Linked DNA regions of Mus musculus: regions 1, 2, 4, 5 and 6 are each linked to region 3. Evidence: chromatin contacts called from public promoter capture Hi-C data. All regions are on one chromosome and are shown on one strand. The core of a region is the stretch at or near the end of the contact, and the rest is flanking DNA. Distances in the headings are between cores, read along the strand shown.

What was found. Promoter capture Hi-C pulls out the DNA fragments that hold promoters and counts their contacts.
Region 1: a contact with region 3 is called in a promoter capture Hi-C map of embryonic stem cells, with 5 times the contacts expected there. The contact joins the enhancer-like site here to the promoter of Elac2 in region 3. A contact is called at or near these places in 13 of 39 promoter capture datasets (the 3T3-L1 cell line, the C10 cell line, cranial neural crest and 6 more), 2 of 115 datasets of contacts at active chromatin or transcription factors (large pre-B cells and stem cell-derived neural progenitor cells) and 1 of 9 other capture datasets (macrophages).
Region 2: a contact with region 3 is called in a promoter capture Hi-C map of liver, with 2.3 times the contacts expected there. The contact joins the enhancer-like site here to the promoter of Elac2 in region 3. A contact is called at or near these places in 15 of 39 promoter capture datasets (the 3T3-L1 cell line, 3T3-L1-derived adipocytes, the C10 cell line and 9 more), 5 of 115 datasets of contacts at active chromatin or transcription factors (astrocytes, embryonic stem cells, extraembryonic endoderm stem cells and 2 more) and 2 of 9 other capture datasets (embryonic stem cells and macrophages).
Region 4: a contact with region 3 is called in a promoter capture Hi-C map of pre-B cells. The contact joins the promoter of Map2k4 here to the promoter of Elac2 in region 3. A contact is called at or near these places in 7 of 39 promoter capture datasets (the 3T3-L1 cell line, embryonic stem cells, erythroid cells and 4 more), 4 of 484 Hi-C or Micro-C datasets (B cells, CD4 T cells, embryonic stem cells and 1 more), 1 of 115 datasets of contacts at active chromatin or transcription factors (astrocytes) and 2 of 9 other capture datasets (adipose tissue and macrophages).
Region 5: a contact with region 3 is called in a promoter capture Hi-C map of trophoblast stem cells, with 6 times the contacts expected there. The contact joins the enhancer-like site here to the promoter of Elac2 in region 3. A contact is called at or near these places in 6 of 39 promoter capture datasets (the 3T3-L1 cell line, cranial neural crest, hippocampal neurons and 3 more) and 3 of 115 datasets of contacts at active chromatin or transcription factors (bone marrow-derived macrophages, embryonic stem cells and stem cell-derived neural progenitor cells).
Region 6: a promoter capture Hi-C map of pre-B cells shows a contact between it and region 3. The contact joins the promoter of Zkscan6 here to the promoter of Elac2 in region 3. A contact is called at or near these places in 5 of 39 promoter capture datasets (the C10 cell line, embryonic stem cells, hematopoietic stem and progenitor cells and 2 more), 8 of 484 Hi-C or Micro-C datasets (B cells, CD8 T cells, the G1E-ER4 cell line and 4 more), 4 of 115 datasets of contacts at active chromatin or transcription factors (bone marrow-derived macrophages, large pre-B cells, memory CD8 T cells and 1 more) and 3 of 9 other capture datasets (adipose tissue, liver and macrophages).

What each region holds. Positions count from the first base shown.
Region 1 is chr11:63,998,667-64,003,146 of GRCm38.p6, reverse strand. All of the region lies in intron 4 of Cox10 (heme A:farnesyltransferase cytochrome c oxidase assembly factor 10), which reads left to right. Among named protein-coding and RNA genes, the nearest start is that of Gm51866, 32 kb to the left of the region's middle. Within about 2 kb of position 2,801, at least 27 of the 459 cell types and tissues checked have an H3K27ac peak or open chromatin away from gene starts, as enhancers often do. A contact at or near this core is called in embryonic stem cells and trophoblast stem cells, where this site is marked.
Region 2 is chr11:64,046,019-64,050,251 of GRCm38.p6, reverse strand. The region is part of intron 3 of Cox10 (heme A:farnesyltransferase cytochrome c oxidase assembly factor 10); the gene reads left to right. Among named protein-coding and RNA genes, the nearest start is that of Gm51866, 15 kb to the right of the region's middle. Within about 2 kb of position 2,576, at least 33 of the 459 cell types and tissues checked have an H3K27ac peak or open chromatin away from gene starts, as enhancers often do. A contact at or near this core is called in liver, where this site is marked.
Region 3 is chr11:64,976,089-64,980,657 of GRCm38.p6, reverse strand. Elac2 (elaC ribonuclease Z 2) reads right to left here and starts at 1,623. Exons shown (of 24, transcript NM_001362983.1): 1 at 1,327-1,623; 2 at 890-940; 3 at 681-751; 4 at 1-50. The coding sequence starts at 1,547.
Region 4 is chr11:65,786,012-65,790,531 of GRCm38.p6, reverse strand. It overlaps Map2k4 (mitogen-activated protein kinase kinase 4), which reads left to right and starts at 2,173. Exons shown (of 11, transcript NM_009157.5): 1 at 2,173-2,396. The coding sequence starts at 2,288.
Region 5 is chr11:64,238,648-64,243,048 of GRCm38.p6, reverse strand. No RefSeq gene overlaps it. Among named protein-coding and RNA genes, the nearest start is that of Gm12290, 76 kb to the right of the region's middle. Within about 2 kb of position 2,213, at least 1 of the 459 cell types and tissues checked has an H3K27ac peak or open chromatin away from gene starts, as enhancers often do. A contact at or near this core is called in trophoblast stem cells, where this site is marked.
Region 6 is chr11:65,805,115-65,809,336 of GRCm38.p6, reverse strand. It overlaps Zkscan6 (zinc finger with KRAB and SCAN domains 6), which reads right to left and starts at 2,162. Exons shown (of 7, transcript NM_001302374.1): 1 at 2,076-2,162.

The DNA of each region.
Region 1 (4,480 bases), core at 1,552-4,051, 980 kb after region 3:
TCATTTTCCCAGTCTTTTAAAGTTGAGGGGTTTTGTTTGGTTTTGCAGGATCTGCTGATGCCAGTAACTTTGGGTGCATTTATTTACTTTTCAGAACAGCTTTTAGAACTCACTATTTTAAGAATAGATTCTGAGGGAATTCTAGCCTTTGGCAGCTGTTTGAATGAGATTCCTTAGAGCCTTCTTAGAGGTTTTAGAAGACTCCACTCACTCTGGACTCCACATTGAGGAAGCATGGACGTTGAAAACTCAACTCATCCTCTCACTCTCCAGTTCACCTTGTGTTGAAGTAGATAATGCTCTTGGAAGGGGTGTGGAGCTAAGAGGAAGGGTTGCCTGGGGAGCGCTGGGCTTGTTCAGATGTCCAGGAGAGGAATCCATCACTGAGAGATACAAGCTGAATCTGCTGAGAGGAGCACTGGAGCACTGAGTTTCCTGGAAGCTAGGAGACAGGAGTTCCAGCTCCTGCAGGACACCAGCCAAGCATTAGGGGAAGAGGCTACTCTTGGTGCCTGGTTGGGAGTAGGAAAAGGAGTTTGTGTCCTGTTAGAGGGAGCCGGTGCTCGGTAACAGAGTTAGTTACCAACATTGAAGGTGGAGGAAGGAGAAAAGCAACAGTTGCTTGAGAATGGCCTGAGGCTGGGGCACTGGAGCTGAATGGCGGGGTAGTGGGGTTGGTGGTGAGGAGTGGTGAGGACCTAGTGGGCCTTGGCAAGCATGTTCTGAGAACGGTGATACCTCACCCGGCAGCATTTACAGTACAGTGCTTCTGTACAGGCATGGCTCCAAACATGGACTCTAGAGGAGCCTAGTCAGCCCTGACGTGAGTTAGCAGGGCCCCACAGGGGCAGCATGACGTGTACACTGCTGAAAGCCTGCCTCCGAAGAACTGGCGCATTGCTTAGAAAGGGCCGTATAGAGAGGGGTAGACAGCAGAAGAGTCCAGGAGCATGGACGGCTAGGAGAGCTTTGCTCGCCAAGTTGGAATGTTCACGTCATTCCCTGGGTGCTGCTGCCCATGCTTTATTCTGGAAAAGAACATGGCCAGCTTAGCTCCTAGAAAGATCACTGACTGCTGTATACAAAGTGAAAGGAAGGAGGTCAGCAGGTCGAGGGAGATGGTAGAAAAGTAGCTAGTGACTAGGAGGGCTGAGCCCATGGAGTATTCTGGTTATGTGATAGTGACTGTGTGTGACCTATTTGAGATTAGCATTTTGTCTTCCGATGTGACTCTGTGGGAAGAACAGATTATGATTGGTTAGGGTTCCCTTAATACTGGTTTTGTTTGGATGAGTTTAGTAATTATTTTATTCAGTTAACTTAGAGAGTGGCTATCTAGGTGTTGTATCAGTTTGGTCATGCAGTCAGGGTAGGCTCTAACAGGCCATCTCCCTGATTTCTTCTTCAAGGCTGTAGTTAAAGGTGTGTACCAGAGACACACCTGGCTTGGCCTTACTTTTGGTTTTTCCCTAACTAGAAAATGCATGGTCTTTATAGACACTGAAAAATCGGGAAGATAAGAATAATAAATCACCCTCCCTCACTACTCAGAGCAGGTATTATAAATATTTCATTTTCCTTCCATCTTTTGTGAGAAAGCAGTGTTTACAAATTGAGATTCCCCTGGCAGGAACAGAAGGTCACTTTACGGTAGAGGCTCTGGGAGCTAGGCAGGGCTGGGGTTTCTTTTACTCTAGGATGCAGCACTTGACTTTAATAAGGACTAGGTTACTAATGTTTTGAGCCTTTTTTATTTTTTTCTTTTGAGGACAAAGCCTTCATGAGAGGTGGCCTGTGTGACCTCTTCAAAGAACATTGCCCAGTCTCCATATGCATGAAAACCACTTTTGATGGATGCCAGACTGCCTGCATTTGCTATTTCACATGCCTCATGGGGAAAAAAAAATCTCAATGAGAATGAGTCGTAGTTTGTTTATTGGAGGTAGACCAGTAGGACATGGGTAACAAGGGAAAAGTGACAGCTGCCTGGGCATCTTAACTGATTTGTAAGAAGAAATGATATGTGGGTCCTGCTAGAGCCCCTCTCTGAGCTTTTTATTTTTTTTAAATATCCCTTTTAATCTGGTTGGAGATTGATGGAGATACTATCGAGCTGTTAGGAGCTGTGAGCTGGACGGGAATGACAAACACACACTGACAGCTTTCCAGGGGATGGATGGAGCAACAAGCCCTGAACTGCAGGGTGTGTCTTTCTGCGGGGCCTTTGGAGGAATGTTGCTCTCACACTGTGGGGGAGGGGGGCGGGGGGGGGGCGGGGAGAAGGGGGTGGAGAAAGGATATATCTTGTTACCTAGTTGGATATTTTCCCTAACACAACTTATAGTCATTGTAAGTGGCATTGAGGTACCCATCTGCCTAGCACCTTCATAGTTTCTTCTGAGCGTGGACTTTTTCTTCAATGTATAGAAATTAGCACTTGCAGTTTGAGTTGGAGCAGTGTGTCACAATGTCCCCACCAGCACCTCCCTCCCTGTGCTTTCAGGACAGTCCCAGGGCCTGTTGATTCTGAACATTTCTCTCAAGACTAGCAGGGACTCAGCTTCCTGCATGAGATACTGGGTTAGGAGGCAGGGAACACTGGAGCCAACTGCCTGCTTCCTGGAGCGAGTGTATATGCAGGAATAGACAAAGCAGACCCAAGACCCAGAAGGAGCCAGAGCAGTGATGGCTGAGGTCATGTGAAGGTGACTCTGCAAGTGGTACAAGGTGTAAGAGCTCGCAAGGCCCTGTCCTCTGGGCTAGGCTGACTTTTGTTTCCAATGCTCCTCACTCTAGGAGTGTAAACACACAGCTGATCTTGGAGTTGCTGGAGGGCAGGGAGCCTGTAGCTGAGGGTGTGACAAGGCTGTGAGCCCGAGGAAGGAAGCAAAAGTTCAAAATGAAAAATGGCCAAACGATTGGTGGATTTTTACAAAAACAGACTGAGAGGAAAAGCTCTTTTGAAATTTTAACCTAGACAAAAAATATATTGTTTGCTGAGGGGGAAAATGAGGTATTCATTGCTCCAGTGTTTGGAAATTCTCCTTCCTTGTGCTCCCAGGACAGTGCAGTACCTGTGAAGCTTTCAACTGAACTGAAGAAGGAAAGGTGAAGGCCTTCCGGATCACTGCTCCCTAGCATTGGTCTCGCCTCCCTTTTTATTTCCTCTGCGTGTTATTCTGTGGCCATCGTCAGTAAAAGAAGCTGGTCACATTTCCCTGCTGCCTTGTACTGTCCCAGGGAAGGAGTCTCAGCTGGCCCAGTTTAGATGAGATAGGTTCTTAGGGGACCGTAGAAGTGAAGTGGGGTTACTGGTCCTGTGGCCACTCAAACCCTGAGCAGAACCTTCTGTTAGAAGAGCAGCTTAGGCCCAAGAGAGACCTGTGAGCTGTCCACCTCTCTCCAGCCTGTCGCTCTCAGTGTGCTCTGAACTCTCCTGGGTACAGTTAATTCATCCTCTTTGTTTTATTTTTTATTGCATGGCCCATAAATTTAATCCTCCAAGTCAGGAGTGTTTGGCTACAGGACGTGTCTGTGCTGAGTCAGCATGCTCTTCCTTGTACTCTGCTGCAGTTCAGCAGCCACTTCACAGCATTCACTTTGTCGTAGGTGAAGCAAGGAGCCTGGCGGTGACATACAGCGTGTGGAAGTGTGACAGTACTCTGCATGCCTTACTTCCCATTCCATTTATGGGACACAAATATCCGTAGCATCTTGAAACCAATCTTCCTTGAGTGTCAAGGAAACTGTACATTCTGAGGGTTCATATCATATTTGTCTTTTATATTCAACACATTGCAAGAATTCAAGTTGTGCTTCAGAAATAGTTAAAGCCATGAAAGCATAATATATATATATATATATATATATATATATATATATATATATATATATACACCACAGGGAAACATGAGTAGGCAACAAACGGCCGCTACATGTAAGGTCTGCAGTCTAACTGCTAACACGCATGAACTTTCTCTGAACATACTCTGCTCTGTGTTTTGGAAATGCGGTTTAAATATCTAAACCAGAGCAATGAGCTAACTGAAAGACACTCTATAAAATGCATGGGAAACAGAATCAAGCAGCAGGAACTCTGATCCCTTGGTGTGCGGAAGGGGTGCTGTACCGTCACTAAAATCAACCCACAAGCTTAGTTAGCATGGAATTTCTGCCCAGATGTTGCTTTTGAAAAATTGAGGCCCTCGTGGAGTCCAGCGCTGCCACCATTCTGTTGCTTTCTAGCCCTGGTCACTATTTTTTGGATGGCTAACCCCCCCCCCCCAGGAGTACAGAAACCATTTCATCATTCCTATCTGGATGAACTAATTCATGAAAATGCCTGCATAATGAGCAAGCACATGTGTGCACACCCATGACAGAGCTCAAGCCCTAAAAAGTATTTAGCACCAGTCTCTGTGCTGTATTAAGAGTGGTACCTGATAGATAGCAGCATAGCATAGCTTGTGACTGAAATCCT
Region 2 (4,233 bases), core at 1,327-3,826, 930 kb after region 3:
ACGTGGCTGAGGGGAGCTGCAGCTTGCTCTCTTAAAGGGAGAGTATGGAGTTCTCCAGCTGAACACCCACTCCACAGCAACGGTGGGCTAGCTCCGAGGAGTGTGGCTGTCAGTCTTCCTTGGGGTTTCTAAGGCACCTGCTTACAGTGCCACACCTCTGGGCCTGGATTGAACAGGTTCATGCTTGGTTGGCAACATTGATTTTATGTTTATTTGTGAAGGGACAGAATATGAGATTACCAAATAAAATATGATTTCAAAAGTTATTAATGAAAGAATATATTACATTCATTTTTAATGAGATCCTGGTGTTGCAAAATGATTCCATGTAATGAATCCCAGGAAATCAATGTGAAGTTTAATTGCAGCGACAGCCACGTTGTATAGGGACATTACTCTGCTCGGTGTTACTAATGCAATTCATCAACCTTCTCTTCTGTTCTCCTTAAATTAATTGCTTTGATGGAGTCAGTAAATATATTTATTGTTGGCTTGTGATCCTTTCTAGAAAGGTCTTAGAGATCCAATTCTATCATAGTAATGAGTGGTTGCTTTCATTTTTCTGTGTGTTACCATTTGTACATTCTAAAGCCCCAATTCTATAAACTTTTCATTGTTACTTCTTTGTAAAATCATTTTCATTTCCTTTGTTAGCCTTATGTAAACCATTTTTTGTGTCTTCTCAGCTTATTAGATAGAACTGTATGAGTCAGAAATCTGAAGTGTTTTCTGTCTGCCTCTCTCTCTTCCTCCTTCCCTCTCTCCCTCTCTCCCTCTTCCTCCTCTTCTTCCTCCTCCCTCACCCCCCTTCCCTCCATCCCTCTCTCTCTGTTTTCCAGACAGGGTTTGTCTGTGTAGCCTTGGCTGGCTGTTCTGGAACTCACTCTGTAGACCAGGCTGGCTTCAAACTCAGAGATCTGTCTGCCTCTGTCTCCCAAGTGTTGGGATTAAAGACGTGCATCGCTGCCCATCTGAAGTTTTCTTACGCTTGTATACCCTTTTCAACTTTAAACAAGGCAAAGTCTTCAGGCTTTTTGTTTGTTTTTGACAGTTCATTGATTATAGTACTTTGTCAGCTACTGTGATGGTAGCTGACACAACAGTCGTTTTCAAGGCCTGGAATCACCATGGAGTTGTCTTTGGAGCATAAGTCATTACAGAACCAGAGCTAAAAAACTGCTCCCAGAATGTTTCCTTCGAAATAAATGTTGTCTAAATGCTGAGCCTGCTGTACTGTCCCAGGTCCTGCCAGGTGCTAGCTGCTGCCACGCCGTCATGTGCACCTGTTGTGACGTGCAGTGTTGTGTCTAGGGGACAGGTATACTGTCCCCCAAGCCGAGGGATCGCTGAGTGCCTCTAGTGTCTGACCAGCCTCTTTTGTTCCTTCATCTCTTGACCTGCCTGTCTCTGTAGCCCTCATAGAGGCCTGCCCCCTCAGCCCTGCCCTGGCTTCTCTGCTCTGTAGTCCTTTGCCTGCCAAGGGAATGTCAGATGCTCACTGCATTTGCACCCACTGTGCCAAAGGAAGGGCCTCTTGCCCAAGAGGCGTGCTGTTAGAGACTCTCCTTTGAGGGATGCTTTGATGGAGTCAACAGATATATTCATTGTTGGTGTGTCACCCTTTCTGGAAAGGTCTTAGAGGTTCCAAATTCTACCACAGTAATGAGTGGTTGCTGTCATTTTCATAAGTTGATTCTCTCACGTGCTTGTTCTAGTCACAGAAAGCTGGCTGGCATAGACAGTATTCTTAGCCCATATACTTGTTTTACATTTCAAATTGACATGGAACACAGCTAAAGAAAAATAGAAATTTAAGAGACCACACTGAGGAGATGGCCTAGTAAACAAAATATTTGCTCCACCAGCCAGGGACCCGACTTCAGATGCCCATTCCCCAGGTAAAAGTGGTCGTGACGGTGCATGCCTGGGGTCCTGGCACTGGAGGGAAGAGACAAGAAGATCCCCAGGGCTTGTTGGCCAGCTGACTTGTGAGTCTCAGGTTAAATGAGGAAGCCTAGCTCAAGAAAAAGGCAGGGGAGGGGTGGAGAGAACACTGGGAAGTGAGGAAGACACTGGACATCAGCCTGTGACCTATACTATATATGTGCATGTATCTGCACGCACGCACACGCATGTGCGTGCACACATACACACACAGGGAAACTGTATGTGATCCAGGTATTAGGAAAGGGCTTGTCCATATGGTAAAACTGAAGGACTTCTGTAAGCCTCTGATGAGACTAGACTGAAGGACAAGCTGTAGGCGATGGATACCATTTCCTTCTCTAGCATGTACCCTTGGAGGCAGTAGTCCCACCCCATTCCCTTCCCTTATGTAACTTTCAGGAGTGCACCCCATCTCCATAATTCTAATCTCCAAGCCTGTGGATCTTCCATGCTTTCCCTCAAGCTGTGATGGTCTGAGGGTTTTTATACGTACCTTCTCGGGCACACACTGCTCATGATTTCTGTCCCCTTTGCCCTGTGCTCCTGTCTCCCAGTGTCTCCTCTGAGCTCCTGTTTTGTGCCTTGTCTATATGTTTACCCCACCCCACCGTGCCCTGCGGTTCCTCAGAAGCAGCACATTTCCTGATGTACAGCTCATCGCCTGTGCTCTGCTGTGCTCTTCTGTGCTCTCCTCCACGCTGCCTGCGTGCAAACACTCTCCTTCCTCTTCCTTGTTGTCTTCCCCCCTCTCCTGCGCACGGCGTTCTGACAGTTCTCTAATGCCGTACAACCCTAGTGTTCCCATTGCGCATTCTCCCTGTGCTCATTCACAGGGGATCAATGCGGTCACTTGGTAGATTGTTTCCCTGTCCCTGCACGGCCTGGAACTGGACTTCACAGTGGGTCTCCTTCCTGCATAGACTCCCAGGGACTCTCAGCTGGCTACCAAATGACATAAAGTCCAGTCTGGCAGCTGCCACCTTCCCTCCTGTGCCTCCAGTACATACCCCTCTCTTCTGGCCATGGTGACAACACTGAGGATAGAGCAGGAACTATGCCCACGGGACTCTGGTCTTCATGGAGCTTACATTTCTGTGAGGAGTCACTGTGTGGTGAGTGCCGGTAGGAAACAGAGGATGATCTCGGGAGCGAGCTTCTGGACTGGCCTGCTGTAGATGAGATGGCCAGAGATGGTCTCCCTAGGAAGGACATCTTAAATGGAACCCAAAGAAGGAGAAGGAGCTAGCTCAAAGAGGGAGAGAGCAAGGACCCTGAAGTACATAGCTCCACGTGACTGGGCAGTGGTGAGCCAGCTGAGGAGCAGTGGACGCGCTTTAGTACAGCCAAGGAGAGTTTGAGCGTTATTGCAGGTACAATTTCAACCACTTCCGTTGGAGGTGAGGGGCTGTGATCTGTGCCCAGCTCATTCCAAAGAGAAGCACTGTGGGATCTGGAGACCAGTCAGGGAGGAAGCTCCAGTAGTGATGGATTGGACTAGATCAGGGTGTTAGAGTTTCTAGTTAGAGCAGACAGGAAGTTTGTTGTGGGCTTTCCTGTGTACTCACTGAAAGATAGGCAGAAGAACAATAGCCTTTGCTCTCCAGAAAATAGCATCTTCTCTTCCCCCAGTTACAGCAACCAAAACTAGCTCCAGGCCTGGGAAGGTAGTTCATTCAGCAACTGGGAAGACCCAATTTTACTTCTAGAATCTAAAAAAAAAAAAGAGAGAAAAAGCCTGACATGGTGTACTGAGTAATCTGAGTACTGGAGAGGCAGAGACAAGAAGGTCCCTGGGGCCTCATGGGCCAGCAGCTTAGCCTAGTTATCAAGTCTTAGGCCGTGATAGAACATTGTCTCTAAAATACACGTTGTCTCCACCTATACTGAAGCAACAGAAGAGGTTGTCTTCTGACCTTCAGTGCATGTGTGCACCTGCACATTCAGGCACACAGTGTCTTCAGACAGTACCCGTGTCCCCCGGGTACACATCATCCGTGTAGAACACACAGCATCCCCATCTCCCTATTGTGTTGTGTATCTGATCACACTCTCCATTTCTCCTTTCTCCACAGTGCAGTGCTAGCTTGAAGCTTTCCTGATTAGCTCACCATCGAAGAATCGTCTGGGGAATTCTTACTGCTTACCTCCATGCCTCTCATAGACTCTTCTTAGCTCTGTAAACTCAAAGAAGTAAACACCAGGGCCTCCCAAGGAGCAGGGACCTCATTGCTAGTGTGAGCCATATGGCTCCATTTGCACACTGATGGTGGCTATGGTGCCACCATC
Region 3 (4,569 bases), core at 374-2,873:
AGACAGAACACATTTGGGAAGCCCGGTTTCCTTTAAAGTTAAAATCATTCCTTAAAAGAATGTAAAGAGAAAATAAATAAAAATCCAGCACTCTCAACTTAGCCTGCAGGCCCTGTCCGGTATGTGGTATGTGTGTGTGTGTGTGTGTGTGTGTGTGTGTGTGTGTGTGTGTGTGTGTGTGTGCATGGTGGTGGGGTGCTTCTGGCTATACTAGTTATTTACCTACGTGTCCCTGTTCTAGGGTATAAGCAACTATACAATACATAAAGAGAAAATAATGTTAGCATTGATCTAACCATGCATCAGAGCAGGGTCTGCTATGCAAGGGGGAGGAGGGCACAGTCCACTACCTCATTCTCTCCTCTGCCCATACTACTATGCTTTCAAAATCTGGCAGCCACACAGTCTGGATGACAGTATGTGTCTGAATCCAGCTGCAGAGTCTGATCAGCACCCACCACAGCACTCTGTTGTTAAATCTGTGGTCCAGGTGGAGGTTGTAACCATATCAAGGCCTACTTTTCCGAGTCTAGGTTTTCACACCCCCTACTCAAGCTGACTAAGCTAGTGTACCAGGAATTCTATCTCCCCTGGGCTAGGAAGATGAACAAATGAGCTGCAAGCCATGTTAAGCCCCCAGAAACTTCCCACCGGCCCCTGACCTCCAAACACATACTCACCACACAACCCCCCAACATTTGACCAATGCATCCGAGTCAGAAAGATGTTGTCCAAGCGAGCGACTTTCAGTCTAAGAAAAAAACATACATTTCAGCCAGATGAAACAAAGACGACCAGAGACCGTGTCTGCTGAGAAGTCTCATCTGCCTCTCACCTCAGCTTTCAAGCCCATAATCATCTCCACCCCAGAAGCCAGGAGTTGACTCACTTGTGTTCCTGCATAAGTCGTTGGACGCCTTCTCCGCAGTTAAAAAGGTACCTACAGGAGGAACATTACTGTACTTACAAGTATACTCTGTAAAATGCTTTACTGTAGATACAGCGACATAAATGACAGGGTTCTCATACTGCCTAGTAGGTTTTGAGCCCTCTTTGGTTAGTGACGGAAGAGTGTAGTTTGGTATAGATCAATGGGGAGTGATGTCTTTCCCCATCGACTTATGAAACCGGTCTAGCCCACACACTCACGGTGAGGCCCCCGCTTTGGGATGGTGATGGTGAGAGTCGGGGCACGGGAAGTTTTGCCCGGATACCTGAAAGCCATGCTGACTAAGGGAGGTAAGGGATATATACAGGATTGGACAGGAGGCCTCCCGAGCACGTGGCGCTGGGGCCAATCCCCCAGGGCTGTCGGCCCACTCTGACCTGTTGTATTCCGAGAAGACATAGAGAGCAGCCCCCGCGTCCCGGCCGCCCGCCGCCACCACCTGCAGGTACACGGTGTTCGGGCCCCCGGGACCCGGGCCGCGCTTCTCCCGCGTACGCAGGTGTCGCAGTGGGTCTTTGGATGGCCGCGGCCGACGAGCCGAACCCTGCGACATGGTGCGCAGGCCAAGGGGACGCAACAGTGAGCGGAGCGCCCACATGCACCCGACCACACCAGGCTGACAAGGCAGCCAGACCCCTCACGCCGCCACAAGCACCGCCCCTCCACCGCATGGCGGAACTGACCAATCAGCGCGCCGCCGCGCTAGCTGCCCGCCCATCCAAAGCTCCGCATCCAATCGTAACGAGCCTTGGAGCTCGGAGTCTGTCAATCAAGGTGGACGTAGAGTAAGCGAAAGCTAGAGCGTCGCCGGAGGCCCCGCCCCCCTCACCGGTTCCGGCTTTCCCTGTTGACGTTTTCCGGTTACTGTCACTTGGCGGAAGCGGGACTTCTGAGAGTGCAAGTACTCGAAAGGCATTACTGGGAAAGGACTGAGTCTTTTTCAGGTTCATCGTCTTCTGTCAGGAGCTCTGCCCTTCGACAAAAGTATTCCAAGTTTGCATTGTTCTTGCTTATGATGATGGTGACGATCTCATGGGAGATAGATCTGGCTAATTTGATTTCCACCATAAGAACACATTTCAGATGATATTCTTTGTTTTGGCGTGAGAATAGAGATGAAAAGACTAAGTAAACTTCGTAGTGTTGCGTCTTATTGCTGTTATGAGCCGGTCCTCTCTGCCTTGCATTCCTTACTTCAAGACGGAAATAGTTTAACAGTGCTTATCTTTGGGAGATATTTAGAATTAACATGGCTGTGGGGACCTCGAAAGTCGACTTAGGACACCCCAAGACCAAGTTCTCAGAACAAAGGAGATTTATTTTCCCCAGAGAGACAAAAGGCAGTGAATAAGAGACAAAGAAAGAAGATAGAGACTAGGACGAAGAGAAAAGGGTCAAGAGAGAGGAGAGAGGAGTATTTGCACCCGAAACACGAAGGGCTGCCTCTGGATAGGGAGGAGACCGACCCATAGGCAAATAACAGTTCATAAAGGTTAAAAAAAAAATCCGATGTTAGGATAAGTTGGTTTGTTTTGATTGTGTATATTAATTACATAAGCCAAAGGGGGCTTTTCAAGGGGCTGGACTTCAGTGCTTTGTTAGCTGGACCTTAGTGGTCAGCCTCAAGAGGAGAAAATGGTCAAATAAGGGAATAGACCTTGGTGTCTAGCTTTATGGATGTAATCTAATGATTTTTAGCAAGATGGAGGGTATGGCGGTGAAGCCAAGGCCTGCCAGAGTCGTATTTGGCATGCTTGGTTGGCTAAAGGCCCTTTGATGGTCGGTGCTTTGAGTGGCACTAAAGAGATACGCAGAATAAATAATAGAAATTTATGGAGAAGAAAATGTTGCCACCTGCAGGAAATGTATTTAAACAAGTATTCAGGGAGACTGTCAGATGTCTGAGGCTGGACTGTCAGGTGGCTCTGAGGCTGGAGCTGGACAATCAAGATAGTGAGTTGGAGGTGAACCTGGGGCTACATGAGACCCTTTCCCAACTTGGGTGGATGGGCAGGAAGACACACACACTTTTTTTTTTTTTTAATGCTGAGACCAAATGGATCGATCATAGTTCAAGATCACTATTTTTGAGAGGTCGGAGTTTCTGTTGCCAGCACCTACATGGTGACTCACAAGTTATCTTCTGAGACTCCATTCCCACAGAAACTCACATCTTCTGACCTTAGCAGGTATCAGTTAGGCACCTGAAGTACAAACATACATTCACAAAAAACATCCATATACATTTCAAAACAGTAACATCCAGGAATGATGGCTCCCCTGAGGTCAAGCCCAGCCTGGGGTCCTTAGTGGATCTAGGCTAGCAGAGAAAGAGGGAGGGCAGACTGAGAGGATGACTATGTGCGAGTCACTGTAACATTCCGTGTCCCAGTGTGGGTCATTTGAGAAAAAGGCCTACTACCATTTCAGAGGCTCTTGAGGGTTTCTCCACAACAGAGCTCTCCGTTGAATCCTCTAGAAATTCAGAAAGCACACTTGAGGAATGTGGCGTGGTGTTTACTGGAGAGCCTCACTGAATATGAAACTGGCTCTGTGACAATTACCATCCTACTTGAAGTAATCATACCAGTGAGCGGCAGGGAAACCCCAGATAACTGAACATCTTTTAAGGAAAGGAAAGGTTGTAACATACTATTACCCAGCCAAGAACAAGAAGAATTACACTTGCTTGGGGCTAGTTAGGATTAAGATTAGGGAAATCACATTTATGAAATCTTGAATATCTTGAGCTTTATAAGATAGTGGCTGCCATTTTAGTTTAAGCCCCTAAAGCTTTTACCACACACACACACACACACACACACACACACACACACACATTTTATCAAGAGAGTGTCTCTCTGTGTAACTTTGGCTGTCCTGGAACTCACTCTATAGACCAGACTGGCCTCAAACTCAGAGATCCATCTGCTTTTGTCTCCCAGGTGCTGGTATTAAAGCCATGTACCACCACCACCTGTCTTAAATTATATCCTTTAGTCAACAACTTTGGTTGATGTTGGCAAAAATTAAGCCATTTTTTTAAAAGTGGGGGGATTGGGTGTTGTCTTGGTCTCTTGAGTGTTTCGGGGGAGAGGGTCTGTTGTAGGGGTCAGGAGAGGTTAACAATCTTTGAAAAATCAACTGGATCTGAGAAATGCCATATCTGCAACCTACTTCAGAGTTTCAGCAGTGGCCTGTCTTAGAACTTTTGACTCCATTTTAAAATCCCCAGACCAATGCTACATGCCATTTCAATTTTTTGACACCTCCACTCCTGCAAATATTAAAAATCACAATTTTTTATTTTGTTATTTTGAGACAGGAGTCTCTATGTAGCCCTGGCTGTCTTGGAACTCTCTACGTAGACCAGGCTAGCCTTGAATTCACAGGGATCCACTAGCTTCTGCCTCCTGAGTGGTAGGATTAAATGTGTACACCACCACATCTGGCACATTAAAAAAAATGTTAGAAATTCCAGTAAAAATTCATGTAGGAAACAGGCAGTGGTGGCGCATGCCTTTAATCTCATCACTGGGAAAGCAGAGGCAGGTGAGTCTCTCAGTTTGAGGTCAGCCTGGTCTAGAGTGTGAGTTCCAGGACAACTAGGGCTACATTGA
Region 4 (4,520 bases), core at 924-3,423, 810 kb before region 3:
GATGTGGCCAAAGTGGTTTCTCTTCTTGGCTCGTCGATCCCCATGTTCCAGTTTCCTCATGTGGATCGTTCCCTATGTGTCCACGCACCATCTCACGCTAGGAACACCAAGTGAGTGGGCTAGCGGTCCCCCAATGACCTCTTCTATCTTACCAACCTCCTTAAAGACCCTACCATCTTCAAACACAGCCCTTGTCACAATGCCAGGGCTCAGGACTTCAACAAACAAGTTCTGAGGAATCCAACTCAGTCTATAATAAACACAACACAGAAACTTACAAGAAAAATAGGGACACAAGAACAAGCAAAAGGCATGCACACAGCTTCATCAGCTTTAACAAGCCCAAGTCCTGTCTTGTTTCTGCCCACCTGTAGACTTAATGAGAGGTTCTTGTTCTCAGTCCTTATCTATTAGTTTACAATACCAACAGCGATGCAAATCCAGGCCAGCTTTATCACAAGCCCAACATTAGACAAATTGCTTGGCTGGTTCACACCCCAGGAACACACCCTTACCTTCATGAACTTGCTGGGTTGAGTGTTTTCCCCAGGTTTCTTTGTTACTTGCTGTCTCTTTCATGTTCATTTAACTATGGTGGGTCAATGTTTCCCTAGTCTGATTAAAGTCCTTTTATATGACCTATACACCTTCTAAGGGAATATTGGAAACAATAATATATGCATCTTCTAGCATTCATTCAAACTCCAGTGATGTCTTTAAGAGATTGGTGCATATATATATATACATATATATATGCACAATATATAAAAAATATAATGTAATATAATAACATATTATACAAGTATATATCATATTATATATTTTGTAATATATATAACTAGTATAATACATATTTTATAATATATATTTTATAATATATACTATATACTATATAAATAATGCATATAATTATAATATAATATACATTATTAAATAACTATAAACTTGTTGGAAGTGGGGTGAGAGATTTACAAAAGCACTTTCCCTAAGACTGTGAGATATTTATTATTTACACCAAAGACTGAGATTGGGACGCTCATGAAGCTTACGGAAAGAGGGAAATTCAAATTCCTCTAAGCTATTTCTTTGCATTGCTTCAGCCCCCAAGGAACTGTGGAAATGACACTCACACACCACACTCACACACCATAGTGATACTAGAGCCGGCTGGGAAACTTTCCTGACAAGTCAAATGCCATGACACACTGGGGTCAGAGTCTGGTAGTGACAGGATCTGATTCTTGTTTTATTGCTAGCAAATTATGGAACCTTTGATGCCTTTCCCCTGGGTGTTAAAGTGCCCAAGCTAAAAATAAAAAATAAAAATAAAAACGCAACTATATTATATTGTTTTTTTTTTCTTTTGCGTCCACCCATGTTTCCTAAAATGGCGATTTGTTTTGGAAGAAGTATTTTATTTGATGTTTTTCATCCTTAAAACCATTTTTAGAGAAGATTCTGGAACCCATCCATAAACCAGGTTGACTGAAAACTTAGAGAGATCTGCCTCCTAAGCACTGGGATTAAAGGCATGTGTCGTCACGGACAGCTTTATGCTCTTTGATTCTTCTTCTGGAACTAAAATATAACTTCCTTCAAAGAAAGCCACCTTCTGATCTGCGCTTGAAAAAGAGATGCGTTTGAAGGCCATCACAGCCTCACCTTTTGCTGTTTGCTGTCTTCTTCCCACACAGAATAAATTAACAAAATATTTGGCATGGATTCTGGACTGAAAAGCCTACACCGGAACTTTTTCTTTCGGGTTCTGATACTTTTTTTTTTTTTTTTTTGTCAGTGAAATACTCCTGTTAGTCCCCAGCAGAACAGAGAGCTCTGGGTTGAGACCACAGTTATTGTCATCTCTTCTGCAGTGATGGATCAGAGACTGGACAGGAAGCGTGACTTCTGAGATCTCGTAGAACTCTACGTGTTCTGATTTTGGGTTCTGAGGTTCAGAGAAGGGAGTTCTAAAGCTTTGGGGCTGTAAGTCTTTCCCTTTTCTCAATGCACATATATTTCTGATTCTGCAAGCCACTATGGGTCCCTGAGTGGTAGGTTGAGAGTCACCCTGATCCAGGACTTCAGGCCCTGCCCTCAGTGCTGGGCGCTGCAGCTCAACCTGTATTGCAGGCTGCGCGTCAGTGCTAGTGGGGGTGTGCCCGGGGGCGTGACGGAGGCGTGCCCGGGGCGTGGCCAAGGCGGCGCACGCCGCGCCCTCAGCGGAGCGAGAGGCCGAGCTTGCTGCATTGCAGCCGCCGCGGCGCCGCTCGGCTCTTCACTTCCAACAATGGCGGCTCCGAGCCCGAGCGGCGGCGGCGGCTCCGGGGGCGGTGGCGGCACCCCGGGGCCCATCGGACCTCCAGCTTCTGGCCACCCGGCGGTCAGCAGCATGCAGGGTAAGGACGGTGGGCGCGCAGAGACCCCGGGGCCCCCTCGCGAGGCGCTCGGCCGAGCCGCGGCCTGTGGAGCCGCTGCGTCCCCGGGGCTGTCTGAGGAAGCCGCCCGAGCTCCGCGTCTCGGGCCCGGCCTCGCCCCGGGATCCCCGCCCCGGGCCGGGTTTCGGTGAACGCTGTGGCGGCTCTGGCTCTGCCCGCTCCGGCCCACCTGGCCGCCCCCGCCCGCGGCTCACCTGGCGCCCGCTGGCTCCGGGAACGCGCGCGGCCGGGCCTCTGGCTCGCAGGTCGGCCGCGTCCCGGCCCTCGGCCCCGCCGCCCCCGCGCGCTGCAGTGGGGCCGGCTCAGGGCCATCTTGCGCTTCACGGTGCGCCGCTGGAATAGGGCCACTGCGCTGTCCCCCCGTCCCCAAAACTTTGCAGGGTGTCTGCGTGGGAGGGGCGGGGGGTTGCGAGGCCCTGGGCCACCTGTAAGGTGGGGAGACAGCCATTGGCCCCGGAGAGGCGTTTCGACCCAGGCCCGAGATGTGTCTTATCCTCGCATGCAGAAAAGAAAAATCAGATAAAAATAGAAGACCGAGTTGGGCTGAAAGGGAGAGAGATTCAGGAAACCGAATGGCAGAGGTCAAAGTGATCATGTCTGGGCATCTGAGGCAGCTCCCCTGTAATGGCCTTTCCTCACCGGGAGGCCTTAGGAGCTCTGTGTGGGATTTGACAGGGGGTGTTGTGAAAATAACAGGCCCGAGTCCATTTCTTAGGTTTATTGGGGGGATTGACACAGGCAAGCCCAGAAATCTCTTGACAACTTTAGCAAACGACTTATGTTGAATTATTAGAGTCGTTTGGATATCTTTGGTATCAGTATGATACCAACTCTTCATAAAGCGCTCCTTGTGTCTAATGAAGTTCAACAGATTATATGTTGAAAATTTCGTGTTTATGCCAGCATACCATGATTTGGGCAGCAGAAATACGATCTGTATTTACATCCCTTCCCATAAGAAACATTTATGGGATAGTATATAAACAGATTGAGCATTTCATTCAGAAGATATATTCTGTACAGGTCCTAAGCTAATTAATTCAAATTTAGTTAGTTATTGGATGCCTGCTATGCTCCATACAAAATACAAGATGGATTTTCTTCATCTCACACCTTTACTGTTTGTTAAGATAATTTGGGGTTCTCATCTCTTTTGCCCTGTCCACAGTGGGTGACTTAAAGTTTAAATATTTTAAGGGTAGAGACAGAGCCTGATTTGAGCTCAATCCCTGGGATATACATGGCAGGAGAGAACTGATTTTCTCAAGTTGTCCTCTGACCTCTACCCTTGAATACACAATAAATAACTCAGTAAAACAATGAATATATTTCAGGTGTGTGTGTATGTGTGTGTGTGTTTTGAGAGACGTGGCTGACCGTTTGAAAAATCTGTATACATTTTTTTTTCTTGTTCAGAAAATCTTGAGCAGCTGCTTAGAGCCAGCGTAGAGCTCCCTTTTGAGTGTGTAGAGACTAGTGAACCCAGTGTCTCACCTCTGATGGAGCTGCTTAGAGCCAGCGTAGAGCTCCCTTTTGAGTGTGTAGAGACTAGTGAACCTAGCTGTCTCACCTCTGATGGAGCATGTCCCTTTGAGGATGCAGGAGGGAAGACATGGAGGTAAACAAGAAATGGCTTAAGAAAAATGAAGGCAACGGGCTGGGTTTTGTGATAGAAGATTACAGGGCCATCTCCTTGATAAGATGACAGAGAAAGCCTATCTGGAAAGAACAGAGATGGGGCCTAGGCAATGAGAACAGTGAAGAGGGCAGACCATCTAGGAACTCTGAGTCACATGGTCAGGAATTCTGATGTTTACTGTCCATCTCTGCTTTTTGATATCTGGAACTCTACTTAAAGGGGCCCTAAACTGTCTTAGAATTATTGCTGAATTTTTAAAAGACCTACCAGAGAGAGGTGGTGGGGGTGCGGAGAGGGGAAGAGGGGGGTGTTTTGCATGTATGTATGTATGTATGAACACCACATGGTTGGTGCTGGAAAGGTCAGAAGATGTCATCAAACCCCTGGGGCTGGCTTTGCAGATGGCTCTGAGCTACCAAGTGGGTGCTGGAAATCAAACCTGGCTC
Region 5 (4,401 bases), core at 964-3,463, 740 kb after region 3:
GCTGAAGTCTTAACCTTCCATGCCTCAGAATGCAGTTGAATTTGGTCTTTAACGGGGTAATTAAGTTAAAGGAAGTTCCCTAAAATGGGCCCTAATCCAATCTCTCCAGTATCCTTATAAGATTAGGGGAGATGAGAGACTTGCTGCTCAGAGCAAAGGTCCTGTGAGGATACAGGAAGAAAGCAATGTCCGCAAGCTTAAAAGACCAGCCTCAAGAGAACCCCAACCTAGTGACATGTTGATCTCAAACTTCCAGACCCCAGAAGGAGTAGAAACAAATCTTCTCTTGCTTGAGCCATTAGGTCTGTGGTATTTTGGGATGATAGCCCAAGGCACAAATACATTTTCCTTCGGCCTTCTTTGAGTGTATATTTCTTTTTAATTGTACTAGACATGAATGTTCTTGTGGACAGTATATAATATTGCTTTTCATGAAATAGTAAAAAAAAAATTCCCATGAGGAAGTTTTACTTAGTAACAAAGAAGGGAAAATGTCCATGATTAACTTGTAAAGGAGAGTGGAGAGAAGAGGCTGGGGATAGCTCAGATCAGAGGCTTGGCATGAGGAAAATCCCGGATCCAGTCTCAACTCTCACAAGTAAACTCCTATAAGCAGGAGAGGTCTTTGACATTCCCTGAGTCACACAGAACATGCACCTATGGATTCAAGGAGCAGATAGATTCTGGGTACCCAGAATGATGCCTGCTCCATTTCTACAATGTAGGGAAGTAGGAGCTCGCCATCTCTACCACCACAGTTGTATGTATAGACATCCCATGCTTAAGATGTACAGCTTGCCAAGAGTAATGAACAAAAAGCAACATGGGGACCATGCTTAAGCATTCAGCTTTGAGAGTGTGGCTCAGTCCATCAATCATGTTCTAGTTGTGTGCTCCTCACCAAGCCTCGCCCCTCTTTTGTTTAATAAAGCAGGAAGAATGTTATAAAGTCACAGGTGTCTTTGGCCACACAGGTAAGTTCTAGATGTACTAATGGCCTAGCCCATATAACCAGCAACATTATGGTCACTCTGAGGCTGGTCGCACTACTTTACCATGGCCAATTACATAGCAAGGCCTTTACTGGTCTCTCTGCTGCAACTCATCTTGTTTGTACAGCACTTCTACTGCAGGGGGCTTTGATGCCAACAATCCTCCTTTGCTCAGCACATAATACAGGAGGTCAGGAATTCCCCCAAGGACATTGGGGGTCATGAAGAAAAGATACCCATATTGGATGGGAAAAAAAAGAGAACACCCTCTAAACTCCTCAGAAAGCAAAGTAAGTAGATTGCTGTGTTCTTCACACACACCAAGACAATTCACGCATCAAACTGTCACATCCCAAAACCAGAGAAAAAATCCAGGATTATTTCATAACTCTGGCCCTGAATATCACCGCTATTTTTTTTCAATAAACTGATTTCCCAATATTTGGAAGCATAGAGATAGAAACTATCTCTATCAATAGTCACTAGAATATATCATGACAATAATTTAATTTGTCACTTATGTTCAGAGTCTAGTTTGGGGAGTGACAAATCACTTACATGGCAGTGTGTAAAAGCTAAAGCTAAAGCTGGGAGCTCAGATGACAGCTTAGCAGATAATGGAACTCTGTGCACCCTACTCTGTTCTTATCACCTGGACCATCAAAGGTTTCGGGTCTACCAGGACCAGCACATGTTTGCACTGAGCCCTGCAAGAGGATCCATTCCAGCAGGACCTCTCACTCCCGTGCTGGATTTCAGGCCTATGATATATCTCAAACTGGATTGGCCTGAGCATTGGCCTTGGATCCACCTGTGTCATTTTAAGCATAGAAGGCAGGGCCAGAACTCCGTGATGAGCAAGCAAATCAAAGGTCGAGAGTTATTCCAGAGAGCTGCCGTTCCTCTCTGCTGTTTAGCAAATGTCCCAACGAAAACGGTTTGAGGTAAAATGTGAGTGTGGGGTCTCATTTGGATTCCATGTTAAGGATGTCCCTTACTGTCCCTCCCCCATTAAGCAAGTACACTTGGATTTTGATTTCGGGCATCAAGAATTCTGGGTAAGACGCTTCTACACAAAACAAAAGAAAACAAAGCACAGGCAAACAAACAAACAAAAAATCAATAAAACAGAACCGAAGACAGAACAGTGGTGAGACTGAAAGACAATCAGCACAGACAGGAAGGATGTCCTCCAGCTTCCTCATGACTAAGAGCCGTGTGACATCTTAGCCATGTGGTACAGCTCTCCTGGGCAGGCAGCACAAAGCACAGAGGAGACTCGACCCGACCTACAACAGATTGTCAGGGACTGACAGCTAAACACAGTCATGGAGGCTGTAAACGCTAGCCATGGTGTTTCCTGGCGTTCCATAAACCTCAGTCAGACAGCCAAGGTTTCCATGACAAACACTGCCAGCCGTTGCTCCTTTCATCTTCCTGGACAGTGTGGTTTTCTAGCATTGGTTTTTATTTTTAATTATGTGCACGTGTGTTTGTTCTATGCCCACCTGTTTGTCTGTGCATGGTATGTGTACGTGACTACAAGTGTCCATGGAAGAAATGGCATCAGGCCCCCTGGAGCTGGAACTACAGGCACTTGTGAGCTACTGGGTATGTGAGCTGGGAACTGATTTTGGGTCATCTGTAACAGCAGCACATGTTCTTCACCCCTGAGTCCATCTCTCAAGCTTCAGGGGTAGTGTCCTTCATGGAGGGTGAAGGAGACCAATGAGGGAAGGCTGAGAAGGGTTCAAAAAGCAAAACAAACATTATCTTTATTTGCAGGAATCTCTTGATATGACGAATTTTATCATTTTTTTTCTTTTTAAGTAAGTAGTTATAATTGGAAAATAAACTTACCACTGGCCAAAGTCTAGGATTTTAATGCGGGCCTTTTAAATAATGAGCACTTTACATGGTTACACTATGCAACGATAAAGCTTATGTCTACGTCATTTCTCTACCATCTTAGAATAAACCACAGATTACTTCTGAAGCTTCCATAAGACCAAGCAAGACATGAATGTGTGATTTTTTTACATTTATTTTATTATTTTTGAGAATCTCACAGATAAGTACTGTATTGACATAATTTCCACCCCATTTGCTCCTCCTCCAACTCTTCCCATGTCCCCCAAACTCCTCAAATTAATGAATTCTTCTCTCGTTATCATTGCTATGCAGTGTACACATACACACACACAAAGAGGGGGAGGTACATATATATAAATGCAACCTGATGAGTCCCTTTAGTGTCGTGTATATGTACATGTGTTTTAGAGGTGACCACTTGAGGTTAGATAACCTTCTAGACCTTGGATAAGTCTGATTCTCCCCGTCATTAGTCATTGATTGTCTGTGACTCTTGATTTAAAGAGGAGACCTTGTAAGATTTTCCCCATCCACACAGGGATTCCGTGTTGGTTAGTTTTTTGTCAACTTGTCACAAGTTCCAGTCATCTAGGAAGAGGGAATCTCAAGTGAGAAAATCAGATTTGCCTGTAGATATGTCTGTGTGGCATTTTCTTGATTGATGTGAGAGAGTCCAGCTCACTGTGAGCCTTATCCTTGGGTAGGTGGTCCTGAGTTGTGTAGAAAAGCTTGTTGAACAAGCCATGGATAGCAAAACTGCCATGACTTCCCTTCATAATGGACTATAGGACTGTAAGGTCAAATAAACCCCTTTTTCCCCAAGTTGCTTTTGGTTGTGATGTTTCATCACAGCAGGTGTCAACCAGTGTCACTGTACAGGTCTTCTTTGGGCTGGCATTTTGTTAAGATTTCATTAGTGCAGTGTCTCTCTCACACGGAGAAGATGGTCCTCAGATGAAGCTTCTTTTTTAGAGGTCAGCTACACTTACCTGTGGGCATAAGAATAAATATTTAGGCCACAGATAGAGATTATATTGGTTTAGAAAAATGGCTGTGGTAGGTTCTTATCTAGGGTCCCTGAATCTCCAGCCAAGGGAACTTGTCTACATATATAGTACCTTGGTATTATAATCATAAATTCCCTCCCATCAAGCAAGCCTTAAGTCCAATTAGGTGACTGTTGGTTATCACCAAGATACAAGTGCCACTATTGTCCCCTTGGGGTTATCTTGCTGTTCTGGTAATTACTGTGCTTTGTAGGTGTCACAACTGGGTACAACTATTGATTCCTTTCCTCTTTTGGTGGCTTACAAAGCACATTTAGATACAACTCCTCAGGAAGAAGGCTGCCAGGTCAGTTCTAGTTAGTTTCCTCCAAATTTTATGTCTGAAGTATGTGGGTCTTACCATCAAGTTTCAGAGAACACTCGGGGGCAATGGTAAAAGCCTATATTGTTTTGGGAGTCTCTTGGACTCCCCTGACCAACAGTTCAATGGGAGTTTCTTGTGTCTGGCAATGAGTTTTTTGTTAAGTAGT
Region 6 (4,222 bases), core at 913-3,412, 830 kb before region 3:
ACTGCATGCATCAGCCTCCCCAATGCTGATATTAAAGGAGTGAGGTGCTGTCCTGACTTCTAGTACCCACCAAAGCTAAACCCCACAGCTCTAGTATGCTTAATGAAGTCCATAAGAAATATTCAGGAAAACAAACCATGTACACACATTTCATACAATTGGAAACTTCAAGTATGTATTCTGTAACCACGATATCCTAATTAGAGTTACTATTACTATTATGATGATGAGACATCACAACCAAAAAGCAAGTTGGGAGGAAAGGGTTTATTCAGGTTACACTTCTAGATCATAGTCCATCACTGAAGGAAGTCAGGACAGGAAGGAACTCAACCAGGGCAGGATCCTGGAGGCAGGAGCTGATGCAGTGGCCCTGAAGGAGTGCTGCTTGCTAGCTTCCTCCTCCCAGCCTGCTTTCTTAGAGAACTCTCAAGACCACCAGCCCAGGATGCTATCACTCACAACCCATGGGCCCTTCCCCATCAATCACTAATTAAGGATATACCCTACAGCCAGATCTTAAGGAGGCATTTTCTCAACTAAGGTTCTCTCCATTCAGATGACTCAATCTGACATAAACTAGCCAGGACAGAATGTAATTAAATGAGAAATCAACACCAATAAGGGATCTTGAAATCCCAACTTGTAGAAATTAGTAATCAGTGGTCAAAGACATCGCAATGGAAATTACAATATATTTTCACACAAAATGATCCTGAAATCACAGTTGACCAAATGTTATGAGCTTAGAACAGCAGCTCAAAACCTATGAGTTGAGATCCTTTCATGGGGGGTTACCTAGGATCATGGGAAAACACAGATATTCAAATTATAATCTGTAACAATAGCAAAATTACAGTTATGAAGTAGCAACAAAAAATATTTTATGGTTGGGAGTCACCACCATGAAAAGAACTGCATTAAAGAGTCTCAGCATTAGGAAGGTTGAGAATCACTGGCTTAGGAGGACAACTTTCAAAGAAGGCTCTGTTTTTAGAAATGAAATACACAAAACCCCTTCACTAACTAAATGATTTCCTGAGTTTTACAAAAATAATAAAATTTCAGTCAGTAAAATTTCTACCTGTCAGATTGATCAGAATTAGTTCCTAACACAAATCTGGAGACTATTCAAGAAGCGCTATTCTGGGAAACTAAATCTTACACATTTAAATTGTATATTAATACTACTACTTCATGCAGTAGAGGCCAACTGGTGGCTACCACCCAGGCATCTGTGACAAGGCGTCCATTTACTCAAAATTAAATTACCTTATAGAGAGACGTATGGATTTGTGTCCGGATGAGACTCTACCTCTCACTCCTCACAGAAGAAACTCGTGATTTATCAGTTATATTTGTATTACCGACGCTTTAAGAAATCGAAGTGAAATGCAATTTTTCTATGCACACGTAGGTTGCACACAGGGTTGCACATGTAGGTGGCCCTTTGTTTATCAGACCACTGTAGGCTTTGCTTGTGCCATTGATGACCCTCCTGACAGCCCTGTAAAGTAAGTATTAAAAGTGGGCTGGAGAGATGGCTCAAATCCCAGCAACCACATGGTGGCTCACAACCATCCGTAATGAGACTTGACCCCCTCTTCTAGGGTGTCTGAAGACAGCTACAGTGTACTTACATATAATAATAAATAAATCTTTAAAACAAAAACAAAAACAAAAAACAAAGTTAACAGCTCTGGATCCTCCAGGGCTTCCAAGCAGCAACGTTTCAAGCCCAGGAAGAGCTAGGGCAGCCTTCTGGGGGTTTGCAAGGGGTAGCTGGGGTTATCACTGAGGGCCAGTAACTAGCGGTTAGCCACCTGGCAGTGTCCAACCGGAGTCCGGACAGACCCGATCCCTCTCCTGGGACGAGCAACCCGGAAGAGTCCACTTTCCGTTCCGCCCCGAGTCCCCTCCCCCGCACGCGCCTGCCGTCCGCGAGCGCGACAGGCACGGGGCTGAGACCGCTGTCCCCGCCCCAGCTCGCTCCTGACAGTGCGCGAGCTGAAGCGACTTCAGGTTTGACCCCAGGACTCGGCTAGCCCTCCGATCCGCCCAAACTACGCGCTTACCTCGGCCCTAACCACCCTCACCGAGGCACTTCCGGAAGCTGGACGGCTGCGCGCATCCGCGGCCCTGGCGACGCGCGGCGCCGGGGCGGAGCGAGGGGCGGGGCGGGGCGGGGCGAGTGAGGGACTACCTGAGACCGGCTTTCCTATTGGCTCCCCAAGAAGTGTCCCAGTTCACGACCCGAGTCTGACCCCTCCCCTCGCAGGGAGCAGGGAGCTCCGGGTTCCCACCAGCATTCATTCCTCGAGATCGGGTTTTCTAACCCAGGCTGAGCCTACAGCCTTTTCGCCCATTTTCAGACCGTCCTGCGCTGGGCCACAGCAGTCACCTCTTATCACTAAGCCCAGTTGACAGAAGCCTCCTGTCCAAATCCAGGTATTCAGTCATGAGTAGCTGACAGACAGGACAGCTTTGGAATAGAGATGCGTCCTCCCCCTAGACCATGGTTAGAAGGGTGGACATCTCCGAAGAAACACGGCAGGGGCGAGGGGAGCATGGTATGTGCACACGCCTGAAAAACTGATCAGTAGGAAAGGAACTCAGCGAGTACTCAAAGTAAGTCCTTGGCGCCGAAAGGCTCGCAGTTCCTTAGAAAACCTTTCACAATCCCGGTTAAAGCAATCGGTGAGTCAGACAGACGTCAAGAGACAAACGTAGTTGACAGGTTACGAGTCTGGCAGAGGCGGAAGTGTCTATCACAGGAGAGCTTGGCTGATTGAGCAGAGACATTTAGCTAGAGACTCGCCTCGTGGGTTATTTTCAATTCTGAGGAACTTCACTTCCAAGATCAGGTGGTTTGGTCGGGACCCTAATAAGGTTCCTGTAAAGCGTGTTGGGCTTTAGTTGAACAACATTCAAGGGAGAGCAGAGTAACTCAAACCCTGGAGTTGTGCAATGAGCCTCTGAGAATCTGACTGAAGCTGAGGCTTTTCCCACGGGAAATATGGAGACATGGCTATACACACATTTCCTTCTGAAATTCAGGGAGAGAATAGAGGCAATCTTGGAATCCACAAAATTCAAGCTGACAGTTCTAGTTAGAACTGTCCCTTTAGCTACTTTTTAAAAATTAAGCTGGCAATTGAGGAGAAGCATGACACTCTTTGAACAGACGGAACAAGCAAAACACATTTTAAAAATAGGAAGACATCTAACTTAGCGGAGGAGATAATAGAAAAGTGCCATCTATTTTCATTTACTTCATAAATATTTACCAGCTGCCTTGTCGGAGCCGGATACTATTCCATTCGATAAGGATATAGCAGTGAACTACACATGCAATGCTCTGGCCCTTAAAATACTATTTTGTGAAGAAAGCTGAGCAATAGGTAAATAAATGCACAGGTAATAAGCATGCTGGGTCATGAAAAGTAGGAAAAAATTAATGAGGTAAGACAGGTGGTATTAGAGTTGTATTACAGTTTATGTACCATGAGGGAGGACGAACAGATAAAACAACCTTGAATTGAGACTAGAAGTTAAGGAGCAAACCTAGTGTACAGGGCAAGTTTTCCAGGCTGAGGAAATAACAAACATCTAAGCCTGGAGACAATAAGAAAAAAAAGTAAAGAGCTCTGAGCTCTGAGCTCTGGACCACAGCAGCAAATAGTTCCCACGTAAGAGTACTGAGGGTGCAAGGCAGAATACATGTGCGTGTGTGTACACATATGTATTATGTGTACCTGTGCCAAGGCCTGTGTGTATGGAGGTCAGAAGGCAACTTTAGAAATCAGTTCTGTCTTCCCACCATGTAGGTTCCAGGATTAAACTGAAGCTTTGTCGACCACTGAGTCTTCTTGCCAGCTTGGCGCCTAGGATTTAGTGCATGCTAATCAAGCACTCTATACCAACGGAGCTCTATCCCCAGACCCCAGAGTACATTCATAATCAAATTCTTAATCATAATTTGTAATCAAATACTGTATGTGTAATATAGTAGAATCAAGAGCAATGCTAACTCAATCAGATATGACCAAGAGGCCAGCAAAATATGTATGTGATGCTTACATATATATGTAAATTATACATACAGATTATACATACAGATAATCTATGTAAGGTATATGTGAAGATTATATGTGTGCATATTATGGTGTTTGTGTGTAGTGCTAGAGCATGAAAAAAACTTTTTTGTAGTTTGCACTTATAC